2 separate regions of the Mus musculus genome follow, and region 1 is linked to region 2. Evidence: chromatin contacts called from public Hi-C data. All regions are on one chromosome and are shown on one strand. The core of a region is the stretch at or near the end of the contact, and the rest is flanking DNA. Distances in the headings are between cores, read along the strand shown. Region 1 overlaps Nfia (nuclear factor I/A). Region 2 overlaps Nfia (nuclear factor I/A).

Region 1 (6,709 bases), core at 3,163-5,662, 65 kb before region 2:
CTCTCCTCCCACCAACCTTCCAGTGGCTCTGACGTAGCAGGCCCACTGCAAACACACTGAAGTATTTATTCTGCCTAATTTATGACCTACCCAGCAAGCTAGACCCCCGCTCCAAAAACCAACACTGTTGTATATTTAATTAATCTGTCTTTCTTTGGCATTTGAGAAAGTTAGACAAAGGACTAATTATTGTGTTTCGCTCTCCACACTTTTCTTTTGGGGGGTGAATATTTGCCTGGGAAAGAAAACGATGAGGCCCCGCATTGGCCCCTCCCCTTTTTCTTTCTGCCCTTTTGACATTTCATGAAATACTTTAGCTGCTTAAGGGAGTTAGAAAAAAAAAAAAAAAAGAAAGAAAGAAAGAAAAAAAAACCGCACTGTGAATGTTACTCCTTCTGAGTTGGTATTCAGTAACACAAATCAACTCACGACATGTTTAAATTTAAATGCTAACCACACGCTCTCAGAGTTACTTTAAAGGTTAGTTTTTAATCAATAGAAGTTGCTGACTCTGGGTTTTTGAGCTGCACACTGCAACTCCCGGGCTTTTGTCTAATGTTAAAGCTTGGGAACTTTTTTTTCCTTGAGATGATTTTAGCAATGATTTGCAGATACTGGGGCTATTGTGCTCCTACCAGCAACATGTCAATAGAGGAGCTGAGCTGCCCTGTGGTGGGCTGTCAATATGACTCCTAAGGCAGGGGTTGGGGGTCTTTAATAACCCGTGAAAAAACCTTAATTAACCCTTTCAGGTCCAAACCAAAACCTATTCTCCCACTTTTCACTCCTGTAATTTGACCATTAGTACTTATTTCAACATCTCACTAATCTTCATGACAATTAACCCAGCTACTTGACCAAGGGCTTCCAGAATGGGAAGTCAGTTAGGGGGAACCACACACGAACTTCTCTCTCTCTCTCTCTCTCTTTCTTTCTCTCTTTCTTTCTTTCTTTCTTTCTTTCTGTTTTTTTGAATGAGGTCTCTTAGTAAACGATCTGCAGAAATATAGTAGAGAAACAGTTGTAAGCAATAAGAAATTACTCCATTTTGCCAAGTTTTCTATCTGTCAGTTTGTAGTTGAAGACACTGGTGGTGACAGGTGTGACAACCGCCCACACAGAGGTGCTCCTGGATTTTCCTAAACTTCTGAGAACTGCCAATCGCCTCAGCCGGGTAAGGCAATAGGAGGAAAGGCTCCTTTGCTGTGGCATTTCCCTTTAATCTCGTTACTTGAAAACGCAGCAAGTCTGAGAGCACTCACTAAAGGAGGATTCGGCATCTTTCTTCTTGGGACAGGAGAACAGAGAGCGAGAGGGATCTGAGAAAATCTGGGAAATACTTGGATTGAATCAAGTCATTGGGAAGATACTGACACGAGAAGCAAAACTCATCTGTGGAGGGAGAGTCAGGAAATCATCCTCACGTCTGACATCTGCTTGGGTTTCATATGGCCTCTGCCTTCATACTTTATAGGCCCTTAATCTGCCCTACTGTATCCAGGCGACTACAAAGGAATCCCTGTCCCTTATCTGCCGAGAGTGGCAATATTACAGTACTGCATCAGAGGATGTTATCTTGATACATTTACATTGAGGCAGTAAACACTGGGCTTTGATCTATTGCCCCTCCCCCAGCAGGAACATTCAACCACAGTTGATTTGGTGGCCCATAAATCCACACTCCCTCAAAGGCTCTAGTTTCAAGAAATTAGCCAGTTACATTCTCAATGTCCACAGTTTGGGATGAACCAGGGGTGGGAGGGGGAACCCGTCCTCTTTCAGTGTTCAAGGTGAAACATCAAAAGAAATCTGCAGTCCGAGAGCTCAGCTTTCCTTCTAGCTGGTCAGATGGAGAAGTAATCTCATCAGGTTGGAAAGTGCTGACTCAGGATTTAATAAAGTGCCTGCAGATGTGGTGTCTCTAAGGTATTCAACTCATGTAATGCAAAACAGCTCCGCGCCCAGCGACGTGCTTATAAAATTTCATTTAACCATTGCAGCGCGGTTCTCTTAGGAGTTTTATCACACTTCCCGCCCCTTAATTTACAGCTCCATGAAAGTTCCAGCCCCATTCTGTGGGGATTCTGGAATGCTCACAGTAGTCAGGATTTACGAACCATAAACAGCCTCCGTCCCACTGTATCCTAAACAAGAGGGCTGAGATGGCAGCCCGCACTGTGACAGTGGCAGGCTGGTCCTTCTCTTGTGCCTTACAAAATGGAGTTGGTCCAGAGTCTACTGGAGACAGGTGATGAAGTCAAGGGACTCACCTTCCTTCTCAACTGCCAATATTCTAACACACGCAACTTTTTCTTACAGTCTCCCTTTCTACGCAGCGGGCAGGGCATACATTTTAAAAACAGAAAAGAAGTAGATCTGAGATATTTCACTTTGGGAGAGAGAGAGACAGAGACAGACAGAGACAGAAAGACAGAGAGACAGTGTGTGTGTGTGTGTGTGTGTGTGTGTGTGTGAGCGCACGCATGCTGTGGAGGGCAGGCTGGGCTGTGACAGCAAAATCTGTTTTTCAAATTAAAAAGTTGAACAAAAGGCCCTTCGGGGCAAAGTTTAACACTGCACGGAAGGAGGTTGTTAATGTGGAATCCAGAAGTGGGTGTGACGCTTAGCTTTCCTCTCCAGGCAAGGTGGGTTATTTAAGGACATTTACACATATAAACGGAAACACAAAAATACAGGAAGCTCCCCTCCAACACATCAGTCTCTACCAGCCACACAAGGGACCCAGCAAGCAGGTCTGCATTGAGTGCAGCTACTATATTGTCCCTCCTGGGGATGATGCTACCTCTCCTGGACCACACGAATCCAGTCAGTTAGTCATTTCTGGCTTCCTGTTCTTGTTTGCATGAACTAAGCCTACTATTTAGCACAAATGAGTTGTCCTTGGCAAATCAGCCAAAAGCTGGAGGAGGGGGGCTGGGGGGGGGTAAGGGGGCACCCCTGTCTCTGACACAGAAGGAGTAGACAGACCTCTGCGTGCATTCCTGGTTTCTCCTTTTAGGATCAACCACTTGGGAGCCATTAGTCATTTGGTCAGTAAGTACCAAGAGGCTGCAGTTTTCTTGGTGTCGTGGACTTGAGGGTCTGGGAATGTTGGGAGTAAAGAAAATGTGGCATCCGCCTTTAGAAGCTTTAGTGTCCAGCAGGAAGAGGTTTGGTTTAGACTTCTATGCCCTTCACGACTTCTCAAAGGATCTTGATAAACTCAGCTGATGAGGCCAAATGTCTAAAGGCCCGTACTGAATTCCACTGATGGGTTGTATGACATCATAGACAGGGCTCTGTATGACAGACAGGGCTCTGTGCTGGGTGACCCTGGAGTCCTGGGCATGAGAGGATGACAGTGGTCAGCACGAGTTTCTGGAAAGGGTGACATGCTGTACACAGGTGCTAGTTATGGGTATTGCCAGTCTCAGGCTTTGATCTCCACAGCCATTTTTCTTGTCTGATTTTATTTTGTTAATTAAAGAAAGCCTGTTTTCAATAACTCTAAACCAAGACTTGTTTATTGTGCAGGAAACTATTAAAACATTAATGGGCCGTGAGTGGCCTCGCTTACCTTTGTAGAGCCTTATCTTCTCACCACTTGTGGTGTGTTAAACTCCTTCCAGATCTCCCAAAGCCAAATGCTTCCTCCCTGCTGGGTCCTGGGCACAGGCTATGCCTTTTTCCGTGCTGTGCTAACACTTGCTGGTCCCTGAGGTCTAAGATTAAATGACCCCCTTTTCTTTTTTTTTTAAATTAAATTACGTGTGTGTGTGTGTGTGTGTGTGTGTGTGTGTGTGTGTGTGTGTGTGTTTGTGTGCCTCAGTGGGCTATGGAGGTCAGAGGACACCTTGCAGGTGTTGGTTCTCTTTTGCTATCATGTGGGAGCCAGAGATTGAACTCAGGTCATCAGGCTCTGTAGCAAGGAGCTTTACCTGCTGACGAGCCACCTTGCCAGATGTTCCTTTAAACTGAGGTACCTTTCTTAGGGTCCTTACCCATAGGCTCCGTCTGTTACTATGGTGGTGGGACTGTGACAGCCTGTTTCTTCACAAGAAAGCTACTCATGTTCTCAGGTGTGGCATCCCCACGGTCTTGCCCCAGTGGGTGAGAGAGGAGGTACTGAATAGATTAAGTTGAATAGAGCGGGTTAAGTAGAGGAAAAAAAGAAAGCAGGATTCTGTTTCCCAGGGCCAGGCACCAGCACCCTCAGTGAAGTACCGTATCTTAGATGGGTCTCCATAGCACAGCTAGGCCACATACATGCGCCCAGCACATGGTTTGGCCTCCTGCAGTGACAGGCGCCCTCCCTAGAGAGGCACAAGTCTCTAATGGCTGCCCCAGGCAGCTCCGATGTGAGAACTGTTGCAATGGGGCCAACCGTGGCCAACTGCGTCAGGAGCATGTGCAATAGTTTTGCAACATGGCCTTCTGCCTGCTTACTACATACACAGCACTTGTCCAAACCACTGCTCCCTGGAGAATGACTCTGCCGCTCCCAGCCAAGACCTCTGCTTTGGTTCAAACCTCAGTACGGGAAAACACTAATCTTTTTACCCAATAAACCATCCAGTGCCTACAAACTTTGAGAGTGCATGCACAAGCCAGTCCTGCGGGCTGTTCCACGGTTGATATCTCATCCCACCCCAGCTTACCCTGGTGTTGCTCTTACCACTAAGTCCAGTCTCTTCTCATTCTCCCTTTATAATTTCCTCTGATACTCTCACCCCCATGAAACCAAAGACTTTCCTGTTCAAAACTGCCCTGTGTCCCATTTGTGTTTACGCTGAAGACCGACTGGGGGGCTGTATCCCCTGGTGCACACTTGGGCTCTGGTGTCCAATCTCACAGGAACAGTGGCACCTGCATTCTGTGGACTAGATGATCTTAGGCATGGCTGCCGGCACCTTAGAGCCTCACTGTTTGACTCCACGAAGCAGAAATATTGAGGATGACGTAATACTTGATTACTGATTGATGAGGTACCTGACTGGGAACAAGTTTGGGAAACCGAGTTCTGGGTTCTCTTACTGTTAAATATGGCTGGCCCAAGGATCCACTTGGGCCTAAAGAAGACCCATTTCCTAAGAAAGTGGTCCCTCAGCCATGCATTTTCTTGTATTAAATGATATAATTTTCTAAGTTATGAGTGGCAGCTGGGCCAGCTCCTCCTCCTAGTTGCAAGGGAAAGTTCTTGAGAAAATAAAAATCTGTCTTTAATTGTGGTATTAAATTCAGAGCCGCGAAATCTACAACACAAAGGGATTGGCTCAAGCCCCTGAAAAGCACCAGGCTAAACTGCAGGCCTTCCAGACTTGGATGGGGGGCATAGGGAGGGAGGGAGACAGGGAGTAGTCAGGAAACCAAGTGGGACAGAAACAATCCTATTTTGGTTTTTGTTAGTGAATGGCATACTACATAGATCAGAGACTTTTTATAAAACACAAACCCCCACTGTACACAAAGCACAGGAAAACGTGAGGAAAAGGGGGGGGGGAGTAAAAGCAGCTTAGGGTGTGTTAACGCTGCTATTCTGTCAGCTTAAAGAGTATTTTATGCTTGATCAACAGCTCTTTTTTATTGTGCTTTTCTTTCATTCATGGAAGACATCAAAGCAGGCCCCACCAGCGTACCTGCCCTTCTGGAGCGCTTGGGAGGAGGCTCTAATGAAGCTGGCCTCTGGGAGCCGGAGACCCCCGTGGACACGGCAGTTCAAAGGGAATATTTCAACAATGATTACATTTTGTAAATCTTTTTATGAAAGAGACAGCTTATTTCCTGCTTTTTCATGAAAAATAGATTCTATCCATTAAAGTGAGTCCGTGCCACGGAAGCTGCCCGAGATCTGAGGTGCGGCGTAGAGATTAAGAGGACAACAACCCGATGAAATTGTCCTGAGTTCCTATGTACTGGGCTGGGGCGACAGTACCGGATGTGTTGGGCGGAGCTGAGATGGTGGCACGACAGCTTGGCCTTGGAAAATGTGGTGTGAAGGTGGGGTGGAGAACGTGTGGTGCGTTTGGGTGCGCATGCGTGTGCGCATGCGTGTGCGTATGTGTGTGTAGGGGGCTTTGAGGGTGAGTTTTTCTCCCTGGAACCTGTGCTAATGATCAGGTCTCTTTTGTGCTTAGATTCTACAAAGACCAACAGTCCAGGGAGCATCGAGTCACAAACACTTCTATTCCATACAAGCAAAACGAAAGATGATTTTTCTTTCCGTTTCATTAAGTGTTGTATTTTAATGCCTAGATATATACAAACCCTTTCCCACAGGGAAAGTTAGTCATAAAAAAAGTAGGTTTGCTCTTAAGACACAGGAAAGCTTTCTTTATTAGTAGCTACTGTCTGTCTTAAAAGGCAGGCCCTAGCCCTTTGTAAGTTTTGATTTTCACAATCAAGTATCCTTTATTCCCCATTTATTATTATTATTATTATTTATTATTATTATTATTTGCAAGAAGAAAGTTGTGTAAAGTGGGAGTGAGAAAGGAACACGATTTCCTAAGGAGCTACAAAATGAACAAAAACAAAACAAAACACAACACAAACCTATGTTTTCTACATACTGGATTCCAATTTTTATTAAATGCCTCTGTCTTAACAAGGGCAGACAGTCACATTTGGACTTGGCTGAACGGTGGCCTAGGGAGGGAACTTTTCTGTTTGAAGAGATAGGCAGGGGATTGGAGGTCGCTGCTCAGTAGAG
Region 2 (6,645 bases), core at 3,087-5,586:
GTATTATTCCCAGGGTATGGATGGTCCAACTGAGGCCACAAGGCTAAGCAATGTACATCAAAGCCACAAAGAAAGCCACTGTCAGAGAGGAGATTAGACTTAGGAAACCACATGTCTCTACGTTTACAATGCACACAGTGAAGTGGTCAGAAGAGCATAAACTAAAACCAACCCTAGCATCTAGTACCAAAGACTTAGATCATCACACACAGTTTTCTCTAGATCACAGGCTGGGGCCCTTCACCAGTTTTGTTGCTCCTAACGAAGCATATAGAAGATTTTACATATGTGCTTGCTGTTTCTTCGGGGGCATCGAGAAGTTATCAGAGTGTGTGTGATGATGGGGGTAGGGGGTGGATTTCTTTTGAGTGTGTATTTACATGAACTTCAACTTCCTTTAATTTATTCATTATGTTAAAGCCCACTAGGTGAGGGGAAAAGATGTAAAATATGTGAGAGATGCTTGTCTCTAGATAATCTTATTCCAGATGGGGACCAGACTTGAACATTAACTAAGAATGGAAGACAAAGGCAGAGGAGATGCAGGCTGTAGAGCTGTGGGAGGCCATGAAGCAGGAAGGGATACAGGAAGGGCATAGCTAAGGCAGCTTTGTGTCCAAAGAAGCACAAGCTGAGTACCCATAGTCTAAAAGCAGCAAGGTTGAAATGTGCAAAGCCCTAGACTTTCTGAACACTGACAGGATACAAGTTCATCACAGTATACTTGACCGCATGTGCTAAAATTGCCTGCAGGTTGTGTGTATAAGATATATTGTGTAAGATATAAGACTGTGTGTGTGTGTGTATCCATATCCATATATATATATGCATATATACATATATATGCATATATATATATATGTGTGTGTGTGTGTGTGTGCATGTTTGTATATATGGTAAGCATCTGTCGTTATACCATAGATACAAACGTGGAACAGTCAGAGATCCAGAAGAGCACATTATATTAATGACCATAGTATCTCTAAGGATGAAGCAATTGAGTTTCTTGACATAGTAATTGCTTCCCATGGCAGAGCACTTTTTTTTCTAAGTGAGAGTTTTCACATGTACTTTGTGTATCCCTCTTAACAACGATATTTCCTTTCTTGGGACTATGACAGTATTCATAAATGGATTCAGATTCACAAACGGATTCAGCGTGCCTAACATGAGCTAATGCAAGAAAAATCAGTTTACCCAGGTATATGACAAAGTAGATATTAGACCGTAACTTTCCAGGGGTTTTTTTTTTTTTGATGTCAGCTAGTAGATAACGAACCTAAAGGACAACCTGATGGAGGGGTGCAAGTATGGTGACAGTTAGCCATATTCCTACTGTCTGAGTTTCATAAATAAACTAATAAATATTTTCATCTTGCAATAGGATCAAGCTAAGTGATTTGCTGACATCCTTTCAGGGTTTAAGGCTTGTCTTTAATGTGAAATATAAATCATATTTCTTGTGGACACATTTTAATAATAAACTTAAAAGCACATGAGACTGAAGTAAGGAAAACATTGCCATGAAAACCAGACAAACTATCTACCACTTCAAAAGGAGGGAATGAAGATGACTCGTCAGCACCCTGACGCAAACAACCTCAACACAGAACGCCACATATCTGTAGAGACTCAGTAAGGACAGGAGACTGAAACACATTTGTCACTTGAAAAATAGGCAACTGGCCACATGGAAAAACCACTCACCAAACACCTACACACAAGGCGTGCACACATATAGCCTGAGGGCACATTTGATTTTGGTCTACTGTCCCTCAAACCAAAAAGGCTTGTGTCTTTTAACTTTAGAGCAATAGATTGGATGCCAAAAACTCTTTGGTCCCTAAAATTCTAAGACTATTCTCAAATATAAGAATTAGATCACTTATTGCCTCAGAATAGTTACAGGGAGTCCTCACTGTCTCCCCACTTTGCTACTTTGATCTCAAGGTTATGATGTAGACCCTATGGATCTCTGGGGAAGCGACTCACCTCTGGGTCCTGTAATGACAGGTCGGTGATGCTGTGTGAATGCTGTTCCCAGGGAGGAGGTCTGCGAAGGGGAGGGGCTGCTGAAACCAGACTTCTCAGACTTCTTCAGTGTGCTTGGAGATGGCAAGCCTGGCAAGAAGGGGGTGATTGGTGAGGTAACTTTACTCTACAGAGCAACAACTTGTGTGACCCAAAAAGACAACACTTAGAGAGTGGCGGGGGGTTGGGGGGGGGTGAAGAAATAAAATGGGATCATCTGCAATTGGAAATTTGGATTAAATTGCTTTGAATTTGTCACAGGAGCAAATCAGTAACAGAATGGCCCCCCTTTCAGGTGGTTCTGTAAGTTATTTTAATTTATTGTTTCAAATCGTAGTCCATTTGGGGACAGTTGGTGTTCTCTCTATTGGGGGGGGGGGTTCTGTATCTTGAGTCTTCAGTGTCCTCTGCAAAAGACCTGCGTGTTACATGTTAAAATCTTCACATCCAAAGTGGTTCTCCTGGGAGCAGGGGGAGCCTTTAAGAGGCAGGTCAAGGGTTATTTGACTACTGAGTGAGTTCCTGGGATCCGATCCCTCCCTCTCTCGCTCTCTCTTGCTTCCTGGCTAAAGACAAGCAGTTTTACTTATATTCTCCCTGCCTTGCTGCCAAGCACTAGTGAGTCTACCTGGGACGACCTGGGAGGTCTACCTGATCATGAACTAGATCTTCTAGGACCTTTTCGAAAGCTCCATTTTTTTTGTACTTGTTATAGTAACAGAAATCTGACTTCCACACGCTTCAACTTTTCCAGTGACTCTGTCACGTGTCTGTGACCTTTGGGACCCTTACAAAGGAGGCTGCCTAGGCACACAAAGGCAGCCTCGCATGCAATCATTTTGTCTTGTCAGTAACCTTATTTCAGCACCAAAGCATTTTTCTACACTTTAAATAATTTAGCTTTTTTAACATAAAAATGCCCTTGATAATAGCAGCTCAGATGTTCTTTCAGTGAATTATTTATAGAACAGGAAAAGAAAAGATAAAAGTAAAAAAAAAAAAAAACAAAAACCCCAAATCCTTAAAATACAAGCAATTGGGACTGGTTCAGTAAATATGGTTTAACCAATGAAAAGACTACTGTAAAAGAATAACAACATGGGAGATATTTATAATATAATGTTGACTGAAAAGCCAATTACAACATGGGGTGTTGTAGTACATCAATCACAGAACGTACAACATAATTTGTGTCCTTTTTTCTATGCAGAGAAAGAACTGGAAGCCGTGCGTACACTGTAACCGCGGCTCCTCAGTGAGTTAACTTTTTGTGGTTTGCTGGCTTCCGTTTGCTTACTTGCCCTTCCTATGATGAACATATATCACCCTTATGCTAAGAAAACATAAGAAAAGCGTGTCTTAAAGAATAGCATTTTCTACAGTGTCTAGGGTTTTCACAGCATGTTAAACTTAGGAAATGCATTGGAAAGAAAAATACTGGGGGAAGAATGGGAAAACAGTCCCTTGTAATTACTGGATTTGTGGTGTTCTCAGCAACTGTGCTGACAGGCACAACTGGAGTCATCTATTCATTTGGGGGCGTGCCAGGTAAGACAACAGAAGTTTGGACATATAATAAAGGAAATGACGTCAAATCTCCTTATCACAGGACAAATCTGGGATCTCAAGTTTCCAGCATAAAATTGGTCTGTACTGCATCAGAAAAAGAAAAAAAAAGTCATTTAAACATGTATACCTATGTTTTGTCTACTCTTATCTGAGATTTACTTGGGCAAACTAGAAAAATAAGTAATTGGTCTATTGATATTAGTATGTAACTGTCAGTGAGTAATTCCTAGTACCATGAACTATAGTATTTTTATGTAGAGAGGCTATTCCTAAACATGTTTTGGTTTTTTTTTAAAATCAGAGATTAATATTATCCTATAAAATGTTATCTAAATGCATCTGGTTATGAAGTGTGTCTGTTTAGGTCTTCTCTAATATAAATATGTTGATCAAAGAGTCTAAAATGTACCGAAGGGTCCCAAAATATCCTCTCTCCTTCTCCCTCCCTCCCTCCCTCCCTCTCTCTCTCCCTCCCTCTCTCCTTCCCTCTCCCTCTCTCTTCTTTAAACTCCATGTACGGCTTGCACTTTTACCTGTGACTTCACACACAGATGCTTTGATATAACAAAACTCATGATTTTCATCTCAAGAGAAGAACAAATTAGTTAGTATATTCCTAGTCAGATGCAAGTACACAATGGGTAGCTGTGTGATTTCATGCTGTTCATACTCCTAAGTCAGATCCATTCTAGGTCAACCCCTGTTTGATCGATCTGAATTAAAAACAAATCTGCCAGTCGTAGCTGCATCCATTATATTTGTTGCAAAGGTCACAGGCCATACCGTACCAGTGTGCTAACAGCTAGGGTACACTGAGGTCATAGGTGAACAATCACTGACAACGACCCAAGCAAGGTCTTAGGATTCAACTACAGTAGGGGAAGGCCTTCAAATAAAAACATAAATAATAAAACGTTTAAGTGTTGACCAATCTCCCAAGTCATTCAAACCTCTTTTGCACAAAGGAAGTTTTGAGCTACCTACTCTTCTACTTTAAAGTCAGTCAAATGCCAGAATTACATGTTAGGAAAGACACAGAGACAGAACAGAAGTGGAAAAATCTCAAAACTTTGAAGAATGAAGATTTTTATTTCAGTTTTTTGAACAATGGGATCACTGTTGGAATCATGGCATTGAACCAACTATACTGAAGGGAGCAAATGACTGATTCAAGAAAGCTGGGATTTCTTCAAAATGTTCATTTTCCTCAATGCGCGGTGTGTAAGAATGGAACTTTAAGTACAACTTGGGCAGTAACAGGTAGAGAGTGGCAGTAACAGGTAGAGAGTGATCAAGCTGCTAAGTGATTTTTTAAAAACAGCAAAATATGAGCTTTTGGGAAAGGCCAGTGGTCAAAGTACTGCCAAAGAAGCATGAGGTTCTGCATCCAAAACCCCCCCAAACCTACATAAAGCCAAACATGCTTAGTCCCCGCACTCCTATGACAGGGTAAAGCCAAGCATGCTTAGTCCCTGCACTCCTGTGACAGGGTAAAGCCAAGCATGCTTAGTCCCCGCACTCCTATGACAGGGTAAAGCCAAGCATGCTTAGTCCCTGCACTCCTATGACAGGGTAAAGGCATGTATGCTTAGTCCCTGCACTCCTATGACAGGGTAAAGCCAAGCATGCTTAGTCCCTGCACTCCTGTGACAGGGTAAAGCCAAACATGCTTAGTCCCCCCACTCCTATGACAGGGTAAAGCCAAGCATGCTTAGTCCCTGCACTCCTGTGACAGGGTAAAGCCAAGCATGCTTAGTCCCTGCACTCCTATGACAGGGTAAAGCCAAGCATGCTTAGTCCCCGCACTCCTATGACAGGGTAAAGGCATGTATGCTTAGTCCCTGCACTCCTATGACAGGGTGGAGCTAAGCATGCTTAGTCCCTGCACTCCTATGACAGGGTAAAGGCATGTATGCTTAGTCCCCACACTCCTATGACAGGGTAAAGGCATGCATGCTTAGTCCCTGCACTCCTATGACAGGGTAAAGGCATGTATGCTTAGTCCCCACACTCCTATGACAGGGTAAAGGCATGCATGCTTAGTCCCCGCACTCCTATGACAGGGTAAAGGCATGTATGCTTAGTCCCTGCACTCCTATGACAGGGTAAAGGCATGTATGCTTAGTCCCTGCACTCCTATGACAGGGTAAAGGCATGCATGCTTAGTCCCTGCACTCCTATGACAGGGTAAAGGCATGCATGCTTAGTCCCTGCACTCCTATGACAGGGTAAAGGCATGTATGCTTAGTCCCCGCACTCCTATGACAGGGTAAAGGCATGTATGCTTAGTCCCCGCACTCCTATGACAGGGTAAAGGCATGTATGCTTAGTCCCCGCACTCCTATGACAGGGTAAAGGCATGTATGCTTAGTCCCCGCACTCCTATGACAGGGTAAAGGCATGTATGCTTAGTCCCCGCACTCCTATGACAGGGTAAAGGCATGCATGCTTAGTCCCTGCACTCCTATGACAGGGTAAAGGCATGTATGCTTAGTCCCTGCACTCCTATGACAGGGTGGAGCTAAGCATGCTTAGTCCTTGCACTCCTATGACAGAGTGGAGCTATGCATGCTTAGACCTATGCAAACAAATGAATATATATGCCTACAGCAGGAGCTTGCTGCCTGGCTAGCCTGGATTACACAGTACAGCAGCACAAACAGAGAGACACTGCCTAAAAACAAGGTGGGAGGTTTAACCTCTGCATACACATTGTAGTGTGAACACGAACACACACACACACACACACACACACTTACTTTAAATCCTTCTTGACAGAGTTACAGAGGGGAGAAGCGTAGTCAGCATGTAAGAACAACACGCCAGACTATGTCTAATCTAAATTTATCACAGTTAAGTAATGTGAACCCTAAGGCTGTCATGAAGCTCAAAATTACTTTGTGTTTTCAATTTTTAAAGACTTATATTGAGCCCATTTCCTTGTTATATACTTTAATATTTTTCTACATGCATAATGTATGTTTTGGTTAATTTGTTTTGTATACTTAATTGACCAGTGAAATTTCAAAATGCAAGTAAAATATT

Evidence for each region. Hi-C and Micro-C count contacts between places; a contact is called where the count stands out from the background.
Region 1: a contact with region 2 is called in a Hi-C map of the 63-12 cell line, with 2.0 times the contacts expected there. The contact joins two enhancer-like sites. A contact is called at or near these places in 17 of 484 Hi-C or Micro-C datasets (the 63-12 cell line, CD4 T cells, CD8 T cells and 9 more) and 2 of 115 datasets of contacts at active chromatin or transcription factors (heart atrium and regulatory T cell precursor).

Annotation. Positions count from the first base shown.
Region 1 is chr4:98,102,069-98,108,777 of GRCm38.p6, reverse strand. All of the region lies in intron 10 of Nfia (nuclear factor I/A), which reads right to left. Among named protein-coding and RNA genes, the nearest start is that of Gm34784, 21 kb to the left of the region's middle. Within about 2 kb of position 4,412, at least 78 of the 459 cell types and tissues checked have an H3K27ac peak or open chromatin away from gene starts, as enhancers often do. A contact at or near this core is called in the 63-12 cell line and liver, where this site is marked.
Region 2 is chr4:98,037,027-98,043,671 of GRCm38.p6, reverse strand. Nfia (nuclear factor I/A) reads right to left here. Exons shown (of 11, transcript NM_010905.3): 7 at 1,993-2,121. Among named protein-coding and RNA genes, the nearest start is that of Gm34218, 17 kb to the right of the region's middle. Within about 2 kb of position 4,336, at least 42 of the 459 cell types and tissues checked have an H3K27ac peak or open chromatin away from gene starts, as enhancers often do. A contact at or near this core is called in the 63-12 cell line and liver, where this site is marked.